Linked DNA regions of Mus musculus: all the other regions are linked to region 1. Evidence: chromatin contacts called from public HiChIP or PLAC-seq and Micro-C data. All regions are on one chromosome and are shown on one strand. Each heading gives the region's core, a stretch centred on a gene start, on an enhancer-like site or on the middle of the called end of the contact. The rest is flanking DNA. Distances are from core to core; before and after follow the strand shown.

Region 1 (3,425 bases), core at 604-3,103:
GGAGAGGCAGAGACAACAGGACCTGGTCTCCTTAGGGAGTTCCAGGAGAGCCAGGGATACACAGTAAAACCCTGTCTTAAAAGACAAGACCAGCTGCCTTCCTGGAGAGCCTCAGGGTAGGGTAGGTGCCGGTGGGAGCCCTGTCTGGAGATGTGGTTCAGCAGTCGCAGTGCTTGCTTAGCACGGGCAAAGGGCCTTGGGTTCCATTCCCCAAACCAAAAGGACAAATTGCTTTGTGGGCCTGTTTCAGAGAAGAGCTGGAAGTAGGTGAGAGGCAACTACACACATCCCTCAACATGTCCGATTCCAGCCCTCCTTCCCGGGGAAGACGGAGTGGAAGCTAGCTCAGGCATGACACAGTCCTGTTTTCCCTGCCCCAGCCTCCTAGACCAGGATGATATAGCCAGGGACTCCGCAGGTAGAGGTCTTTATCTAAGCTCAAGGCAAGAAAGGAAGGGCTGGGGCCGTCTTGGATAAGTGGTTCATGTGACATTCCCCACTGTTGAAATGGGAAGAACTCTAGGTAGTTCTGGGTTCTCAACTATTTGGAAGGCCGAGATGGCAGGTTACAAGATCAAAGCCAACCTGGGGAAGTTAGTGAGAACCTGTTACACAGAGTAAAAAGAGGGTGTGTGTGTGTGTGTGTGTGAGTGGGGAGTATAACTCAGCAGTAGGGGGCATGCACAAGGCTCTAGTTCAGTCTTCAAAAAGAAATCCTGGGCTTTCCTATGAGGCGATGAGCTCATGTGTCCCAAGCTGTCTTCCTATTAAGTAAATCATGGGACTCTTCCTTTCTTTTTTTTTTCAAGACATGGTTTCTCTGTGTAGTCCTGGCTGTCCTGGAATTCTCTCTGTATAGACCAGGCCTAGAACTCGGGAGATTCACCTGCCTCTGCTTCCCAGAGTGCTGGTTAAAGGCGTTGTGTCACCGCCCACACCACACAATTTCCCCAGCCCCAAGCCACACTCTCCCTTCATAGCTCTTCACCTTTCTTCTGACACCCTCTGCTCGATCCCAGGCTTTCTTCACCCTATCCCCAGCACTGATCCGGTGGCCGACTGGTGCGGCCGGGAAGCCTATGTGTAGTGGTCGTCTTGCCCTGCTCTAGCAGCAGCGTCTCCGACTGATCCCAGGGGTGGCTGCACACACTGTAGGTGAAGGTCAGGCTGGTGAGAACCAGGGCATCTTCCAGAGAGAGGCCTCTTCACTACCCCAACATGGAGGGGTAGGGCTTGTTGCTGACTGCCTGGCTGTATCTTCACCTCTTCCCAGATGGAATTCACTGATTTTCTTTAGTCTTCCTCCAGGCTCTGTACACTCCTATCTGCTCTATTCCCTTTCGGAATTCAATTTCTGGACCACCATGCTCCTCTTTGCCTTCTCCTGCGGCCAGCCTCCCGCCCTTCTTTCCCTCCCCTTTCCACCTCCGGATCACCTACACTGCTTCCTAGAAAGCCTCCCATCCCGGACCTCTGCGGCCACAGCTGCCTCTACCCTTCCCCTCCAGCTACGAGGCTCGCCAAGCTTGGACCGCGACACCCCCCTCCCAGGAGGCCGGGGTGGGGTGGGGTGGAGTGGAGTGGCTTCAGCCCAGGCCACCCTCCGCACCTCAGTATTCCCTGTCTGGACTGGCTAGGAGCTTGCGGGAGGCACATGGGGGCACTCCCCCTGGGAGCTCAGCGCCAAGACCGCCTTGCCGGCCCTCCTGACCCTAGATCCTGCGCCGTTCGTTCGCTCACCGAGTGACTTCATGTAGTCATCAAAATTCTTGCTGTCCACTAGCTTCCAGGTACCGACAAAGGCGTCCGCCATGGTGCGATGAGTGAGGAGGCGAGCAGGCACTGAGAACCGCAGCTCCCGGCTGGACAGCCTCTTTAAATAGCCCTCGCATCACATGATGAAAGTGGCCCACACCCCTCGCTCCCGAAATAGGAAGCCGGGGCTTGCACTCCCGCAAAGGGCTGGGGCCCATCCCCCACAGCCCTCCCGTCGCCTACGTCAGCGGCGCCCGCGGTCCTGTTGGTGCCATCTAACCCATCCCTGGCCTGGCTGCGGGGCGCTTCCCGCAACCCAAGTAGAGCATCCCCCGGCCATACTGAAAGGAAACTCGCCCTTGAGCTGGTGCCACGCTGGAGAAACGCCGCTTGATCCTTCTGCCGCCTTGTTTTTTAATTCGCTGTGGTTTTATTCTTATATTGTGTATGCTCGTGTAGGCGTACTTATGGGGAAGGGGTGGGAGACTGGGGCGTTCGTTGTAACTCGCGGGAGTCCCTTCTCTGCTTCCACCGTGTGGGTCCCACGTATCAAACTGGGGTTGTCAAGGCTTGACAGCAAGGGCCTTTACCCAAAAACCCATCTCAACGGTCCTATGTCCTCTTCTTGTAGAAGAGGCTCAGAGGCTCGGAGAGGAATGACGCGGTCGCCGTAAGTAAAAAAGAATTGGAGCCTGGACAGAGAGCATGGTCTAGTGGCCTTTGAGCCCTCTTGCTCCTACCAGACAAGTGGAAAAGAGTTGCCTTGGACACCGCGGATGGCTGAGCTGCCCAGCGCCTCACCTGCTGGCGGAGAACGTGACCTTGCTTCCCTCATGCTAGCCCCACACGTGCTAGCCCCTCCCTGCGGAATGTCTCCCGCCTGCGCCTTTCTCCGCAGTCCCACCCGTCGCCGCTGCCTGAAAGCGCTTCAGGCTTTATTTACTGACCTCTGAGCTTGTGCCAGGGTCGTTCTTCACTCCGCGAAGACAATTTGTCTATTCAGAGGGTTCTTCCGGCCTCGGCCACCTTAACTCCCGGAAAGCCGCGACCCTCTGCTGAAGTCAGTTTTTTCCCCTGACTTCTGCCACTAGACTGCTTGTCACCTTAAAGTACGTTATTAAATAAGACCCGACTATTGATGGTTGTAGCCTACTTCAGGGCATGGTCACACTCAACTTTTTCGTTGGTAGGTGGTATCATCCCCTTTTTACAGGTGAGTAAGGGAACCTCAGTGGAGCCTATTCCTTAGTTCAGCAGTTTCTGTTTAATTATTACCAAGTCAGCATCTCAATGTGTAGCAGGGGTTGACCTTGAACTAAAGATTCTCCTGCCTCTGTCTCCTGGGTTACAGCTGTGTGCCGCTGCTCTGGCTTGAGCCAACAGTTAATACGGCACCTGCACCTGGAGGCAAGAGATTCCTGAGTTGGGGGCCAGTCTGAGCCAAGGCAAGATACTCTCTCAAAGTAAGCTCCTGGTTTGTGCGGGCCCTGCTTTGGAGAAGTCCACATGGATCAAGGTACAGGCTAAAGTACTCCCTCTGGGAGTGACTCTAGGAGGGACCTGTCCTGACTTGGGGATTCAGAGGAAGAGGGACATAAATGAATTTCTGAGCTCTCTACACGGGACGGAGTGGTAAGCACAGAACTTTGGCCTCTAGAAGGTTGTGCAGG
Region 2 (3,425 bases), core at 642-3,141, 570 kb after region 1:
TTTGGGTTCCATCTGCATACAGTACCCTAGGATGAAGAGATCTTAGAGACTGTGCCCTGGTCCTTACAGCAGTACTATCTGTCTCATGGTGATTTATGTCTTGTTATTCCAGTATTCTGAAGATTAAGACTGAGTTGTTTTGAGTTCAAAGCCACTCTGGGTTAGAGAGTGAGTCACTGACTCTGCAGTGAAAACACGTGTTAAGGAAAAATGAAAGTATTTGTCTTTTTGAAAGAGTGCAGGGGGATCCCTTGTGAAGGACCAGCATTCAGAGCAGGAGTACTAGGAGCTCTGAGAACTAGGCAGCCAACATGGGCTAAGGACTGGCCCTGGAGTCACCGTTTTACAGAATAAACAGAAGGTGGCAACAAAACAATTCAGTCTAACAGGTGCTAGGACTGCAGTTTGTCAGAGACCTAATATAAGATGCTTCTTAGTTTGTTTTTGGGGGACAGGGTGGCCTGTCCTAGGTGGCCTGTAGCTGTGCTGTGTATGTAGGCCAGACTTGTCTCAAACATGAGGTAATTCTGTGGCTTTTCCTCCTCAGCGCTAGGATGCATAACCACCTCATCCCCTTAGTATGGCTGGACATGAAGGCCTCTATGTGCAAGTAGAGGTCAGAAAACTTGGGAGAGCTGGTTCTCTCCTATTTTGGGCCTGGGGCTAGAACTCAGGTTGATAATAGTCCCCTCCACCCCCAACGAAATAAGCTAATTCAAGAATAATTTTTTTTAAAAAGGCATATCTATTTGGAAATGGGTTCCCGGGTGAGTCCACCAGCCTCAGAGGTCGGGGGCAGAGTATGGCTGGTACTTTTTTGATAGATTGTAGGCGAAGAAAATGACAAGTCTACCACAAGCTGGGCTTGTGCCCAGGTATGGTCATCTAGGGTGGGGCTTGGGTGGCTGGTGACTAAAGATGAGGATTAGTACAGTCAGGAATTCAGGACTGGATTTTTTGGCGCCTTTTTGTGTTCTGAGGCTTTCTGAGTAGGCGGGGTTGGAAGGAGAGAGAGAGAGAAAATTTGGAATTTACCGGGGATGAGTGGGTGGGGAACAAGCCAACAAGCCGGGGACTCCAAAAACAGGTGATAAGCAGCATTACCAGTTGACCCGACCCCAAATGCATCTTTTAATAATTCTCTCACTAGTTTTGAACCTGCTCTAATGGAAATCTTGCCGACTGACTTCCTGGATGCCCTACTTGGGTATGGAGGGAGCCCTTTTCTTCCGGTCTTTGCGTCTCTGACTGACCCCTTCGACTCCTTCTGAGTTTCAGTTCTGCAACACACAGCATTCCCCATTCCTGGCTTCCCTTTCGCACACTCATCACTTATCTCTGGGTCAGCCTCCTCCCTCCCACCACGCCCGCCCGCATCCCCATCTTCCCATCCCGTTCGCTCGCGCAGTCTTTCCCTCTCTTCCGGCTTCACTTGGCTCTAACCCTCGCGTCCCCCTCTCTCCAGAAGCGTTCTTTTCATTTCCCGGTTGGAGGGGCGGCCCCCGATTCCACTCCGGGGCACCGCTCCCTCGGGGACCTCCCCAGGCTCGGCCGTTGAAGGAGGCGTGGCGCACGAATAACAGGTCTCCTGCCGCACACTCCGCGGGCCCGAGCGCAGACAAAGACATTCCACGGCGCCCGCCCCCTCCGCGCACTCCGCCCGGGGGAGGGGGAGGGGAGACACGTGTACCGCTAGCGCCGGGTCACGTGGAAAAGAAAAAGAAATGAAGGAAGGCGGCGGGCGCCCGCGCAGGCGCCCTAAGCTCGGAGCCCAAGCGGGGAGGCGACGTCTTCAGTCGGCGCAGGCGCCGTGGTCCAACTGGGGACTTTGTTCTCCGCGGAGAAACTCAAGGGCGGTGCCGGTAGGCGCCTGCGCACGCGCGCCGCCTCATTTCCGGTGCTCTCTCGCTGGGTCGCTCGGGTCGGCTTCGGTCGCTGTCGCTCCTGTTCTTCCACCCCCGCCAACCGCCGCTCGGGCCTCAGCTGCCGCCGCGTCGCTTCCTCGCTCGTTCGCTCGCCACCCATCATCCCCGATGCAGCGCCGGGACGATCCTGCCTCGCGCCTCACCCGGTCCTCGGGCCGCAGCTGCTCCAAGGACCCGTCAGGTGCCCACCCCTCGGTGCGTCTGACCCCGTCTCGGCCGTCGCCGCTTCCTCACCGGCCCCGGGGAGGGGGAGGTGGGCCCAGAGGAGGCGCTCGGGCCTCGCCCGCCACCCAGCCGCCGCCGCTGCTGCCTCCCTCCACCCCTGGTCCCGACGCGACGGTGGTGGGTTCCGCGCCGACCCCGCTGCTGCCCCCGTCAGCCACAGCCGCGGTCAAGATGGAGCCGGAGAATAAGTACCTGCCTGAACTCATGGCCGAGAAGGACTCGCTCGACCCGTCCTTCACTCACGCCATGCAGCTGCTGTCCGTAGGTAAGCGGTTCTTGGCGGGTCCTCTGGGTCTCCCGGTCCTGACTGTGGGTGGCCGCCGCTTTGTTCTTGCTCCCACCCCCTCGGAGCCCGGGCATCGAGAGTTGTCATCTCGACCTGGCCTTCGAGATTCTGCACCCACAGTCCCACCCGGGCTCAGGGTGTAAGGGAAGATTTCTGAGCCACGGACGAGGCCCGAAGAGGACTCGCGATCTCAGAGCGCGGAGAGCTTGATGGATAGTACCGTGCTCCCGCCCCCTTCTCCTCCCGTAGTAGTTGCCCCGCGCGCCAAGGGCCGGCTCTTAACAGAAATGAACCTATTTCTCCCCGCTTTCCCAAAGAGGAAACATTTGGGGGGGGGAATCGCGGGTGATGGAGACCTGGGGTGTAAGGTAGAGATAGCCGGAATGCCGGTCCCGCACAGCGCATCTACGGAGCGGGGCGGGATTTAGCGGGAACTCGGGTTTAAGTTCATTAGAGGTCGGGGCGACGAGAGAATCCGTGAGCTTGAGGTTTTCTCAAGCCAAGCTTTCCATTTCGGCCTGTCGAGTAAGAATTGCTGCAGACCCGGATGGTTTCTCTGTTTTATTTTGAAATGTGTTTCTGAAGTTATGCAAAAGTGTGTGTGTGTGTGGGGGGGGGGTTGTGATAGCCCAGGAGACCGTAGAAAGAAATGATAGAGGGAGGTAAGGGGCGGCAGGCAGGTTCTTTTGCGTGAGATGAACGAGAAATTGGTCTTTTTGTTTTAGTTTTTGCTGGAGTAGAGATAGTTTAAGAATGGTAGTCTTTGTTCTCTGATTGTAGACTATGGAGCTCTCTTCTCCGGACTTGAGCGACTTAGATATTTTTCCTTATTCAAACCGCCGCCTGTTGTTAGACATGGTTTTAGTATTTTTTATGATATCGAATTTTTTTTTTTTTTTGATTTTGGTTTTTCGATACAGGGTTTCTGTATAGCCCTGGCTGTCTTGGAACTCACTTTGTAGACCAGGCTGGCCTCGAACTCAGAAATT
Region 3 (3,425 bases), core at 474-2,973, 510 kb after region 1:
CCTGGGAACTCTGGGGGTACTGGTTGGTTCATATTGATCCTCCTATGGGGCTGCAAACCCCTCCAGCTCCTTAGGTCCTTCCTCTAGCTCCTCCATTGGGGACCCTGTGCTCAGTCCAATGGGTGGCTGTGAGCCTCCACTTCTGTATTTGTCAGGCACTGGCAGAGCCTTTCAGGAGACAGTTATATCTGACTCCTGTCAGCAAGCACTTGTTGGCATCCACAATAGTATCAGAGTTTGGTAACTGTATATGGGATGGATCCCCAGGTGGGGCAGTCACTAGATGGCCTTTCTTCAGTTTCTGCTCCAAACTTTGTCTCTGTATCTCTTCCCCTGGGTATTTTGATCCCCCTTCTAAGAAAGATTGAAGTATCCACACTGTGGTCTTCCTTCTTTTTGAGCTTCATGTGGTCCATGAATTGTATCTTGGGTATTCTAAACTTCTGGGCTAATATCCACTTATCAGTGAGTGCATACCATGTGTGTTCTTTTGTGATTGGGTTATGTCACTCAGGATGATATTTTCTAGTTCCATCCATTTGCCTAAGAACTTCATGAATTCATCATTATTAATAGCTGACTAGTACTCCATTGTGTAAATGTACCACATTTTCTATGTCTGTCTGTCTATCTGTCTATCCATTTATCTATGTCTGTCTGTCTCTATCACTATCTCTGTGCCTGGGATTGTATTCCGGGCCCAATGCTTGCTAGCAAGCCCTGTATTACTAAGTTGAGCTATATCCTCCATCTTTTCATTATTTTTCATTTTGAGATGGTGTCTCACTGCATAACCTTGAACTAGCAATCCTGCCTCAGCTGGCCACCAGGTCTGTCTAGGCTGGCTCTATCACGTCCTGGGGAGACAGAAAGATGGGAAACCCAAACTAAACTGAGAGGGACTCAGGAAGAGCCAGGCACTTGGGAGTTAACTGTGTGGGCTCAGCAAAGCTAAGGGTGAGCATTAGAGTCGCGCAATGGCGCCTGCAATGGTCCTTGCCTTTAATCCTGGGACTCAGGAGGCCACAGCAGGGGTCATGAGTTTAAAGTTTGCCTGGAATTCTCAGCAAGTCCCTGCCTTAAAAACAAACACAAAACACACTCAGCAGACAGACCCAGACCCAAACCGAGACTACCCAAAGCCCAATTTAGTAACCTTAGATAGCTCTGAACTTTAGCCCTTCCCTGTCTTTATTTGTAAAAGGATGGTTGATGCTAACCACACCAATCCCGAGGGGTGTTGCTGGAATTCAGTACAAGGACATATAAACCACCCAGGGTCCTTACACAAAAGGTAAATGCTTCCGAAACGGAGTCCCCGACCAAGCAGCCGCTGCTTCCTAAGCTGGATACCACTGTTGTTATCATTTCCCGCATGGAGCCTAGCTTCTGGCAGACACTTCCAAAACACAGCTTCGCAGCCTTTTTGGACTCTTTCCTTTGGCCACTTCACTTTTGCTTTCTCTCCAGCTTGCTGTTAGCTAGCTCTCTTCCAGGTCATGGAGGATACAGTTCACCTCTAAGGCCCCCTCCTCAGCATTCCCCTTTTCATCAGCACTAGCCACTCCCCTAGGCCAAAGGGAAAAAAGATGGCTTGGGGCTGGTCCAGGGGCTGCATCTGTGCCCTGCCCCCCCACCCACCAAGGAGGGAAGGCGTCTCAGAAGACCGGAGGGGGGTGGGCAGGGTGTGCGTCAGCCCTGATGTAATCTTACACTCATTTCTTGGCCCACTTCCTCCTCCTCAAGTGTTTACTGAAGCCTGAATTCCACAGAAACCTTTGGAAGTGTGTGCAGTGGCAGGCAGCGCGCAAAGCTGTCCCTGCTCCACGGACAGTTTAGGAAGAACGTGATACTCCGCCCTGGGCTCAGGGATACCGGAGAGAGAAAGCCAGTGTCAGGGGAATCCAGGGAGAGGGCTAAGGAAGGTAGACCGAAAGGAGGAGGCTTGGCTGAGAGGCTGACTTCTACCTCATGCCAGAACCCGCTTCCCGCTCTGCAGGCCCGCTCTGGGGAAAGCTAATAAATAGACTCTTTATCTGAGCGGTGCGGAGGAGGCTACCAAAAGGGGTCTCCAGTGAAGGAGCCGCAGAGGCAGCTTAGAGGCTCATCTCTTCTTTGCCAGAATTCCCAACAGAAAAGCAGCTACTTGCAAGGGCCTTGTTTTCTAGCTATTTGCCCAAGACTCTCTTCGGAGGGGCCGCTTGCTCCTCAACCACAGGCTTGACCGGATAGGCCTCCTGCAGACATCCTTAGACGTGCATAGTGGCTCGGGACTTAGGATTCCGGCAGGTATTTGCTAGCTGTCCCAGGCAAGTCATTTCCTTAGACTCTTCACTTCCTCCGGGCAAAAAAGGAGTACGGTGATAGTTCACCTCGCAGATCAGAACCTTTCCTGGCAATGTTTGCAATCTCACAACAGCCATTAGAGCAGTGGTTCTCAAGCTTCCTAAAGCAGCAACCCTTTAATATAGTTCCTCGTGTTGTGGTGACCCCCCTCCCCCGCCATAAAATTATTTCACTGCTAATTCATAACTAGAATTTTGCTACTGCTAATAATGTAAGTATCTGTTACACAGGCTATCTGATATGCGACTCCTGGGGTGGGGGTGGGGGTGTGTGTGTGTGCCCTCGCGACCGCCCCTTACAGGTTGAGCGCCACTGCATCAGATAATGGTATTCTTGTTTATTTATTTATTTTGTTTTTTGTTTTGTTTTGTTTTTTTTTTTTTTGAGACAGGGCTTCTCTGTGTAGCCTTGGCTATCCTGGAACTCACTTTGTAGACCAGACTGGCCTCGAACTCAGAAACCTGCCTGCCTCTGCCTCCCAAGTGCTGGGATTAAAGGCGTGCGCCACCACGCCCGGCTCTCTTATTTTATTTTTATTTTACTTAGGAATCAAGGCTTAGAGAGTCTTTTCTGAAGCCAGGGGCCCAACAGTGATGCTTTCGTCAATATCTAATGACTGCTTCCCAGATATCAGTAGAGATCAGGCTTCCCCACCCCCACAGCTGTGAAACCTAGTACCTCAGCTTGCTCAAGCTCCTGAGTCATGCAGCAAAACCAGCCCAAGATAATCAGGAGATCAAGGAAACTCAATGCAGAGGGGAAAACCCAGCCACAGCCACAGGCCTTCTCATAGGACAGTTCCCACTGCAGGCCCCTCCAATGAGCAAGCCAGCACCTGACACCTGGGTCCTTCCTAGGCTCTGGGACTTCCCACAGTAAGGAGTCAGTGACACCTGGCTCTCTGGCCAACAGCCACGCCTTCCCCTGGTTTGACGTCAACTCGGCTTTTGTTTTGTTTTGTTTTGTTTTGTTTTTTGAAAAGACAAGAGTCTCACTTTGTAGCTCTGGCTGGAACTCAGGCTGGCCTTAACCTCACAGAGATCCTCCTGCCTCCTGCCTCCTGGGTGCTGGACCTTTGC

Evidence for each region. Hi-C and Micro-C count contacts between places; a contact is called where the count stands out from the background. HiChIP or PLAC-seq counts read pairs in DNA pulled down with a chosen protein or histone mark.
Region 2: a contact with region 1 is called in a Micro-C map of embryonic stem cells, with 4 times the contacts expected there. The contact joins the promoter of Khdrbs1 here to the promoter of Fabp3 in region 1. A contact is called at or near these places in 2 of 39 promoter capture datasets (hippocampal neurons and liver), 1 of 484 Hi-C or Micro-C datasets (embryonic stem cells) and 7 of 115 datasets of contacts at active chromatin or transcription factors (astrocytes, differentiating embryonic stem cells, embryonic forebrain and 3 more).
Region 3: a contact with region 1 is called in an H3K27ac HiChIP or PLAC-seq map of differentiating embryonic stem cells, with 2.9 times the contacts expected there. The contact joins the enhancer-like site here to the promoter of Fabp3 in region 1. A contact is called at or near these places in 1 of 15 datasets of contacts at CTCF or cohesin (embryonic stem cells), 3 of 484 Hi-C or Micro-C datasets (cerebellum, cerebral cortex and embryonic stem cells) and 5 of 115 datasets of contacts at active chromatin or transcription factors (bone marrow-derived macrophages, differentiating embryonic stem cells, embryonic basal ganglia and 2 more).

Annotation. Positions count from the first base shown.
Region 1 is chr4:130,307,166-130,310,590 of GRCm38.p6, reverse strand. It overlaps Fabp3 (fatty acid binding protein 3, muscle and heart), which reads right to left and starts at 1,853. Exons shown (of 4, transcript NM_010174.2): 1 at 1,741-1,853. The coding sequence starts at 1,813. Gm10570 (a long non-coding RNA gene) reads left to right here and starts at 2,886. Exons shown (of 4, transcript XR_868203.3): 1 at 2,886-2,968; 2 at 3,107-3,271.
Region 2 is chr4:129,740,769-129,744,193 of GRCm38.p6, reverse strand. It overlaps Khdrbs1 (KH domain containing, RNA binding, signal transduction associated 1), which reads left to right and starts at 1,891. Exons shown (of 9, transcript NM_011317.4): 1 at 1,891-2,415. The coding sequence starts at 2,034.
Region 3 is chr4:129,793,814-129,797,238 of GRCm38.p6, reverse strand. No RefSeq gene overlaps it. Among named protein-coding and RNA genes, the nearest start is that of Ptp4a2, 25 kb to the left of the region's middle. Within about 2 kb of position 1,723, at least 257 of the 459 cell types and tissues checked have an H3K27ac peak or open chromatin away from gene starts, as enhancers often do. A contact at or near this core is called in bone marrow-derived macrophages, cerebellum, cerebral cortex and 3 more, where this site is marked.